Regions from separate parts of the Mus musculus genome. Here regions 1 and 2 are each linked to region 3. A link is a contact called in public HiChIP or PLAC-seq data. All regions are on one chromosome and are shown on one strand. Each heading gives the region's core, a stretch centred on a gene start, on an enhancer-like site or on the middle of the called end of the contact. The rest is flanking DNA. Distances are from core to core; before and after follow the strand shown. Region 1 holds the start of Hcrtr1 (hypocretin (orexin) receptor 1). Region 2 holds the start of Tinagl1 (tubulointerstitial nephritis antigen-like 1). Region 3 holds the start of Iqcc (IQ motif containing C).

Evidence for each region. HiChIP or PLAC-seq counts read pairs in DNA pulled down with a chosen protein or histone mark.
Region 1: an HNF4G HiChIP or PLAC-seq map of pancreatic cancer cells shows a contact between it and region 3. The contact joins the promoter of Hcrtr1 here to the promoter of Iqcc in region 3.
Region 2: an H3K4me3 HiChIP or PLAC-seq map of bone marrow-derived macrophages shows a contact between it and region 3, with 3 times the contacts expected there. The contact joins the promoter of Tinagl1 here to the promoter of Iqcc in region 3. A contact is called at or near these places in 1 of 39 promoter capture datasets (the 3T3-L1 cell line) and 3 of 115 datasets of contacts at active chromatin or transcription factors (bone marrow-derived macrophages, microglia and pancreatic cancer cells).

What each region holds. Positions count from the first base shown.
Region 1 is chr4:130,137,699-130,140,469 of GRCm38.p6, reverse strand. It overlaps Hcrtr1 (hypocretin (orexin) receptor 1), which reads left to right and starts at 1,308. Exons shown (of 9, transcript NM_198959.2): 1 at 1,308-1,462; 2 at 2,274-2,391.
Region 2 is chr4:130,173,426-130,176,221 of GRCm38.p6, reverse strand. Tinagl1 (tubulointerstitial nephritis antigen-like 1) reads left to right here and starts at 1,420. Exons shown (of 12, transcript NM_001168333.1): 1 at 1,420-1,499; 2 at 2,015-2,329. The coding sequence starts at 2,023. It overlaps Gm52490 (a long non-coding RNA gene), which reads right to left. Exons shown (of 3, transcript XR_003955116.1): 2 at 2,451-2,510.
Region 3 is chr4:129,617,653-129,620,457 of GRCm38.p6, reverse strand. It overlaps Iqcc (IQ motif containing C), which reads left to right and starts at 1,365. Exons shown (of 5, transcript NM_198026.2): 1 at 1,365-1,444; 2 at 1,823-1,966; 3 at 2,542-2,794. The coding sequence starts at 1,403. Ccdc28b (coiled coil domain containing 28B) reads left to right here. Exons shown (of 6, transcript NM_025455.2): 5 at 1; 6 at 1,012-1,184. The coding sequence ends at 1,066.

The sequences.
Region 1 (2,771 bases), core at 59-2,558, 520 kb before region 3:
AGAGTTTCTGCCTTGGGTCCAGCCACTCCCATTCTTCCAGAGTAGATAGAGGTCACCAGACCCAGAAGGGTGATGTCCTAGTCATCTGCTCACAGACCCCCTGTTTGCATCTCCAGTGCCTTAGAAGAGGGTCTGGCTGCAAAGGGAAGATGGTGGTTACAACTCCCAGGAAGGAAGGGATGTGTGAGAAAGGACCCTTGCTTGGACGACACTGTCTTGAGGTGATAGGTGGACAAAGTCCCCACCCACCTGCTAGGATTCCCAGGAGACCTGATCCAATCATGTGCACCTGCTGTTGTCTGCCTTAAAGACACACACACACACACACACACACACACACACACACACACACACCTCCGTGTTAACCCAAGGGCCACTTGGTCCTGCTTCCGGCTTCAGAGCAGGTGTTGCTGTTCTAGGAAGTCCTGGGTGAGCTCTTCTGCTCTGTTGTGACTCTCAGCTCCCTAGGTCTCACCCATCTTTGTGGACACCATAGGGAAATGCCTTACTCCCCGGAAGCCTACATCCTATGCAGAACTGGGGGTTAGAGGGGCTCTGGGAGATCTGAGAGTGAAACACAGGTTCGAACCTCAGCACTGCCTCTGACCTTGGGCAAAGCCCCGAGCTGTGTGTATCCAAGGACTTATCTGTAAAATGGGGACAGTAATAACTATCTCCCCCAGGCTGACGCGGGGATTAAATGAGATCATGCATTGAGTATCCTGTGGAAATGGCGGCCGTATTACAGGTTCATTGCTTGCCACAGAGATTGGTAAATATTGAGTTAATGAACGCCTCCAGCTTCCCTTCTTCTGCCTCCACCTCATGTCTGTGCTTTAGGAGGGGGAAAGTAAATGTGAACAAGAAGGATTTGGGGCAGGGAGAACGGGAAAGATCAGGGCTTTCTGACATCTCTGGACACCAGCTGCTCCAGCGCGTCCTGAGATTGCTTGAAGGCGGCACCGGCATCCTCTTACCCTTATGCCACTCACCTGTGCCACCACCCTAATCGGTCAGGTGAGGCAGCAAGTAGTGGTGGGGTCCACCCCTGCTCTGTGGCCCCTCGACGCTCCCCACCCCAGGTGCGTGCTGAATGCCGGGTGGCGGGAGCGTAAGTGTGCGAAGGATGTGAATGAGCCAGTGGACGCGTGAATGGAGGTGGATGGAAGCGTGAAGTACAAGGCGGGGCTCCAGCTGGGTGACCTCGAGTGCAGACAGGCCGGGGCTCCCTCCCCTCTCCTCCCAGCATCCCGCTCCGCTCCCCTCCCCGCGGCGCGCAGCCCTCCCTAGCCCTCCCGAGCTACCGCGGGCACCAGAGCCGGGACCACGCAGCCACTGAGCGGACAGCGCCGCCTCAGGAGGGGGCTACCCCGCCGCGTCTCCAGTTCCGCACCAAGGCGAAGTCCCGCGAGCAAGGTCCAGGTTCCAGCAACGGAGGATGCCCGGGGCCGGGAGCCAACAGGTGCGGGGCGTGGGCGACCCCCAGGACTGACTTGGGGATTCCAGAAGAGCATCGGCAGGTGATGGAGGGGGCTGGAGTCTCTGGGGACCTGGGTGCCGGAAGACTGCGCCACCCCCCACTCCGCTCACCTCCGGGAGGTACCCTTTAGCGCACTTGCTGCCCCTTCTGGGAATCCTCCCAGACCCCCTAAGGAGCAGGGAGGTCCCGCTGGGAAATCGGTAGGCCAATGTCTCTGCCCCTTCCCCTAGGGCTCTCGAAAGGACTGTCCATCCTCTTAACACCAATCTGGGGTCGTCCCTACCCAGCCAAGGGAAGAAGGGGTCTGAGCAAGGGAGGAGGGAGCGGCCTGAGCCAGGCCGGATTTATGAATGGAGAGCGGCCTGCGCACCGGCTCAGCGACCCCTGGCGGCCGTCGGGGAGCATCTCGGCCCCGGGGACTCCAGGAGACCTAGCAAGGGGGGTCTTGAGAAGCCTGTTTCTTGGCGTGAGGATCCTCCTTTCGTCTCTCCTAGGAAGGTGCTTACCCGCACTCCTCTTCGCGGGTCTGTGCGTTCCCGCGCGTGTACGCTCACTGAGGAGGATCTGGCAAGTCTAGTGGGCGGGACCTAGGTCTTTAATATCTCCCTGCACCCTTTTCCCAGCCAAGGGAAAAGGCTTGAGGACTGACTCAAGAAAGAATATTTGTCGTTGGGGATGGGTTTCCTTCCTAAATCTGTGGTGGCCGGAGGACTCAGACTGTCCTGGATTGGCTTTGTGACCTTGAACAAGGGACTCAACCTCTCAGCTTCCCGTCTCTCCATCCACACAACAGGGCTTGCTAATAATGATACCGAATACTGACTGGAGGGCCAGCTTCTGGGTGTACCAGGCTCTGGGTGAAGTAGTTCCCAAACCTTAGAGCTCAATACTCTTCATCGTGGCTCTGGAAGGTAGGTAACTTTAATACTCTGTTGGACCACTGGGTGGGGAAACTGAGTCTCAAGGAGGGAGGTAAAAGGTGCCTAGCTCCACCATTCCCACCCCATGACTAAGAATAAAGAGACGGAGGTAGACAAAGTCCCTAATGTCCTCTTCTTTCCTTCCTTCCTTCCTTCCTTCCTTCCTTCCTTCCTTCCTTCCTTCCTTCCTTCTTTCCTTCCTTCCTTCCTTCCTCCCTCCCTCTCTCCCTCCCTCCCTTCCTCCCTTCCTTCCTTCCTCCCCTCCTTTCTTCCCTCCTTCCTTTCTTCCCTACCTCCTCTCCCTCAGGAAGTTTGGTCTGAGACCCCAAAGACCTGAGGGCAAGACCAGGGCCTTTGAAAGGAGTGGGCTG
Region 2 (2,796 bases), core at 171-2,670, 560 kb before region 3:
GTGTGTGTGGTGTGTATGTGCATGCGTGCACACATACAGTCTGTGTGCATTAGACTTATGAGGATGGCTTTGTGGACTCTATTCTCTCTCTCCATCGTCTAGATTCCAGAGGCTGAACTCAGGTCGTCAGTATAGTGGCAAGCCCCATTGCCCACTGAGCCATTCTCACCAGCCCCACAGTTTTTATACGATGCTAAACACGAACTCAGGGCTCTGTACACGCTAAGCAAGCACTCTATCAAGGAAGCTGCATCCAGACCTTGTCTGTTCTCTTGAGCCTCAGTTTATCTTTTAGGCTTCGTGCTCTCAGATCCTTTCAGAGTACGAATGGATAGGTCTGTATGTTGGGTGCTTCCGCACCCCCTGGTGCCTCACCACCCTTGCCTCACAGCAGGGGGTAGCTCGGTCACAAGAATCCCTTGTACTGACTGCTCTCTGCAGAGAGTGACAGCTAAGGGGAGGTGTCTCGGAGAACTAAGAGAATCCCCGCGCTCCTGCTTGCCCCAGAGAAGGCTAGGATAACTGTCTAGGTGTGGTGTCCTTCCTCCACCTAGAGAGTCCTCTGGCCCTGGGCCCAATCTGTTGGAAGAAGGAGCTTGCACAATGGGGAGGCACAAAGTGACAGCCGGAAGGCCTCAAGGGACAGAAGCCCCATTGTGTGAGGGCAAGGCAAAGGTTAGACCAGAAACGGAAAGGGGCTCTGCAGGGGGCCCCAGCTGCCAGGGCCCTTGATGTGGGGCCCGCCACGGGACCTTGGGCCAAGAAGGATGCCCTTGGGCCTGGTGGAGGGGGCAGTGTTGGGCAAGGTGCCCATCACTGGGGGAGGGCAGACCCCACAAGGGGCGGCTGGGTAAGCTCAGACTCCGCACCGCACCCACCTCCTGGGGAGGAGCTGCCCGGAGCTCCGTGAGCCTAGGCAGCTTCCTGAATCATCCCTTGGGAATTCCTGTCATTCCTGGGAGCTGCTGTGGCTTGGAGTGGCCCCCAGCCCAGGGTCACTGGGTCAAGGATGTGCCTGGCTATTTTTCTTCCTGGAGGGCCGGGTTGGGGGGGGGGGTTAGAGATTTTTGCCCCTAGCTCTTGGTCCCTATCAAGTCCTGAACTCTGATCGTAGCTGCCTCCTCGCCCGCTTCTGTTCACGTTTTCAGCTTCGTAAAATCGCTGGGAAAGTCCTTCCTACTATCAGTCCACAATTCTTTCTCCGTGAGTTGCAGTTCTGCTCCCTAAGAAGAGGGTTCCATTGACAAGAGATCCCTCAAGGAGGACAGTCGCGTACACATTGTCCTTAAGCCGTTCCCTCGGAGCTAAGGGCTACTCCAGGTACCTACAAGTGGGCCCCGCCCTCCCCTCCCACAGTCCGGGGTTGGGGCGGGTGCTGCCGGCAGGGCGGTACAAAAAGCGTCCCGCCCTGCGCTCCTCACTTGACTCGGTCTGGCAGTCTCGAGCTTGGAGGCGGAGGCGCGCAGGGCAGCCTGGGTCCAGCCCACACCCCTCACCAGGTAGGGACTCTCCCTGATCAGAGGGTAGAGGGTGTTGAGAGAAGGAGCAGCGAGGAGGGGGCACACTGAGGGAGAAGGACCCAGGGCAGAGAGGCACAGAGGAGAGGGTCAGAGGGACGCAGAGCAGAGGGTCAGAGGGACACAAGGACAGAAGGGCGGGGGCATGCATAAGGAGGAAACACAGAGTCAACAATCCAACTCAGATGCGTCAGAGAGGTAGAGGGACCAAGGGCAGGAGAGGAGAATGCGTGTTGGAAATGTCAAGGTCCCATTTCCTTGTCCATGACAGTCCCTAAACAGGTCAGGGAGGGGGGTCTACTTCTTGTCCCATGAGTGGACTGACATCTAGTGCTGTCTTTTCCCTCCCGGAGACTCGGGAGTCAGGGTTCCCCGCTTTGCTGAGCCTCCTAGGAAAGCTCCAGGACGTGTGAAGGGAGACCCACCCTTGACGTTTGTTAGGGAGTCTCCAGAAGCCAACACCTCTGACCCCTGACCTCTGTTCTCCTCGGGTCTAGGAGGCACCATGTGGGGATGTTGGCTGGGGCTGCTCTTGCTGCTGCTGGCTGGCCAGGCTGCCCTGGAGGCCCGGCGGAGTCGTTGGCGCAGGGAGCTGGCGCCAGGGCTGCACCTGCGGGGCATCCGGGACGCCGGTGGCAGATACTGCCAAGAGCAGGACATGTGCTGTCGAGGCCGTGCTGACGAGTGTGCCCTGCCCTACCTGGGAGCCACCTGTTACTGTGACCTCTTCTGCAACCGCACCGTCTCTGACTGCTGCCCCGACTTCTGGGACTTCTGCCTCGGGATTCCACCCCCCTTCCCTCCCGTCCAAGGTGGGCACCGAGATGGCCAGCAGAGCGGCCACCTTGTCACTCCCAGTCCCAACGAGGCTCAGGAACAAGGCTGATAATGGGTATTTCCAGGCTTTGAAAAATGTAGAAAAGAAATCCTCACCCTGTTTCCTGCCCCTCTGGAAGTCCCTCGTGTGGTCTTACTTGACTCTTTCAAGCAACACTGAAAAAAAATAGTCCTGTTAGGCCCTAGGGCAGGGCAGACAGGCTCCAGCACTATCTCTCAGTCAGTATGGGGAAGGTGGCAGCCCCACCTGCTGACTCATCCTGAGGCTGATAGAGCACGAAGGGCCCAGCCAGGTTGTCATAGCCAGAGACCTCACTTAGGATTCAGCACCTCTGAGAATGGCCTGCACGTGTCCTTTCCCTGTCCCAGTAGGAGAACTACGGAAGTCCTTCCTGTCGCATCCCAAACCCTGCTGGGCTTTGGGCTAAGGAAAACCCATGCC
Region 3 (2,805 bases), core at 116-2,615:
TGTATCCTTTCCAAGGGGCCTTAGGGATTCACATGCCGCTAGGGTGAGGGAGAAATGAGGAGCAGGAGATGAGTTTCTTCGTTCCTATCTCTATTCACACATAACAAATATTCCCATCTTCAGCTCTCATACTGACTCAGAATTGGCAACAAACTGGCCCCACTTAAGAGGAATGTAGAATTTCCCAAATTCTAAGGGAAAAATGCATCAGGTGTGGTGACACAAAATGTTAATCCCAGCACTTGGAAGGCAGAGGCACGGAAGTGGAGCTCTTGGGTTTTGAGGTCATCCAGATCTACATAGTGAGTTCTAGGACAGCTAGAATTAAACAAACAAACAGAGCAGGGCCATGGAGGAGAGAAAAATGCATGTAAGAAGTATGTTTCAAACAGTGATATCTTTTTTGTTTGAGACCGTCTCACTGTGTAAGCCCTAGCATGATGGAAATCTTTGAAGCAGACACCGACACATAGCAAAGCTTGTCTGCTGTTCTCCTGCCCTTTCCGCCTTTTCTGTTAGGGGGCAAGAGAGATTCTGGGATTCGAAACAGGGTTTCTCTTTGTAGCCCTGGCTGTTCTGAGTAAAGCAGGCTGGCCTTGAACTCACAGAGATACAGAGATCCACCTGCCTCTGCCTCCCAAGTGCTGGAATTAAAGGCATATGCCACCACATCTGGCTTTCAGATTTTAATCTTTTTTTAAAGATTTATTTATTTATTTATTATATGTAAGTACACTGTAGCTGTCTTCAGACGCACCAGAAGAGGGCATCAGATCTCATTACGGGTGGTTGTGAGCCACCATGTGGTTGCTGGGATTTGAACTTCGGACCTTCGGAAGAGCAGTCGGGTGCTCTTACCAACTGAGCCATCTCACCAGCCCCCAGATTTTAATCTTTATTTAGGTGGTTGTGCCCTGGTGTGGTGGTCCTGAACACACACACACACACCTGTACAGTGTGGGAAGACGTGGATACACAGGTCCAAAGTGTCACAGTCCTTGACTGACACAGACAGAAGCTACACTTGGCAGAGAATGCTGAGCCTGAGGACCAGCCAGCTGCGTAGGTGTCGCCTAAACTCTTCTGCTACTCTCCTCTTCAAACTGTGAATTTTACGGATTCGGAAGCCCCTTGGTGCTATGGGGTCGGGGGCACTGGTTGGAATTAAACAAACAGAAAAGCGACTACTCGGTGCTCTCCTTGTTCTCACTGTGCCAAACACAGGGTTGGGGAGGGGGGCCGCACCCGGATGCGTGCGTCTGACGGAGAAGCCCAGCGTGTGTCCCTGGAGACGCGGGTGGGGCCCTATGTTTGCGCATGCCCAGGAGCGGCGCTGTCTGAAGACTCACTGCGCAAACGCACGCAAGCGAGTGACGCACAGCGCAGGGCGGTTGGCGAGGAGATGGATCCCGACCTTTTCCTTCGAAAGGTGTCTACATTGCAGGTCGGGATGGAATTGCGAGTGCACCTGGGGTGAGGGGCTGGACCTTCCGGCGAAATGCTGTCACATAACATCTTACTCGCACGCCCCCGCACTGCACTGAAGAATGCGGAGCTCTGGCCGGGTTAGGGAAGAGAATGAGGGTCAGCATCTTCTCTTCAGCTCCCAGAGCTCCAAACCACACTCGCCTAACCCTTCCCCATGACCGTGTTCCCTCTGGCAGCCCCCAGCATGCAAAGATCTCTCTCTTTTGGGCTCAGAGGTCGAGTGCTTGCCCACCATGTGCAAGGGCTTGGCAACGACAAAATCAAGAGTGCTTGCCAAAATACCGTTTTTCCAAAAATGTTAAGGGCTAGCTTTTCCACTTGTTCTCTACATTAGGCCGGCTTCCGAGGCTTCTTGGTCCGACGTCAATTCCAGAGCCTTCGAGCCGAGTATGAGGCAATTGTACAAGAGATTGAGGGTGACCTCAGCACTCTTCAGTGGACTGGGGGCTGGATCCCCAAGCCCGTATTTCTCCCAGAGGTACGACACTGCAGGGGAAAGGAAAGGAGAACCTGCTATCGGGTTCAAGGGAATGGTGGGTCTTCCCTCTTTGAAGATTTATTTTAATGTGTGAGGGTGTTTTGCCTGTTGTTTGTACACTGTATGTAGCCTGGCACCCCCAGAGGTCCAAAGAGGACATTAGACCCTCTGGAACTGGAGTTAACAACTGTGAACCACCGTATGGGTGCTGGGAACTGAACCTGGGTCCTCTGAAAGAACGAGTTCCTTTAACTGCTGAGCCATCTCTCCGGCAAGCTCCAAAAGTCTGTAGACACAGAGCCTTACTAGGTAGTCCGGGCTGGCCTTGAACTCAACGGATTTCCTGCCTCAACCTCCCCAGATGCTTGCATTAAAGATGTATACTACCCCTTAGACTGGACTTGTTTTTTTCTGCCAAAAGCCTCAGTAGTCATTGGAAGAGAAAGCAGGTTCACTTCCTCACCCGAATCCCTAATCCTGCCCACTTGCCCACTAGACTATGGTTTCTAGACATGGGGGAGGGGGGGGGAGAGCGTTAGCCCTGCAATTCTCACCCCTTTCCAAATTCTCATAAGGCAAAATCTCATCAGTCCTGGAAAGCAGAGAAAATATCAAACCCAGAGCAGAAACTATGGAGCCATTCCCCACATAAAGACTCTGAAAAAGAGCTCATTTGGGAGGAGATGGTGCAGAAGAAGACAGAAAAGAGCCCAGCAAATCCAGGAAGTCTTTGCAGAGATGACAGCGCCTGGCCGCAGGCTGAGCAGGGCAGGAAAGCCAGCCAGGGAAACAGCCAAGATACCTCTGTCTCCAAGATGGAAAATGCAGGTACTTATCTG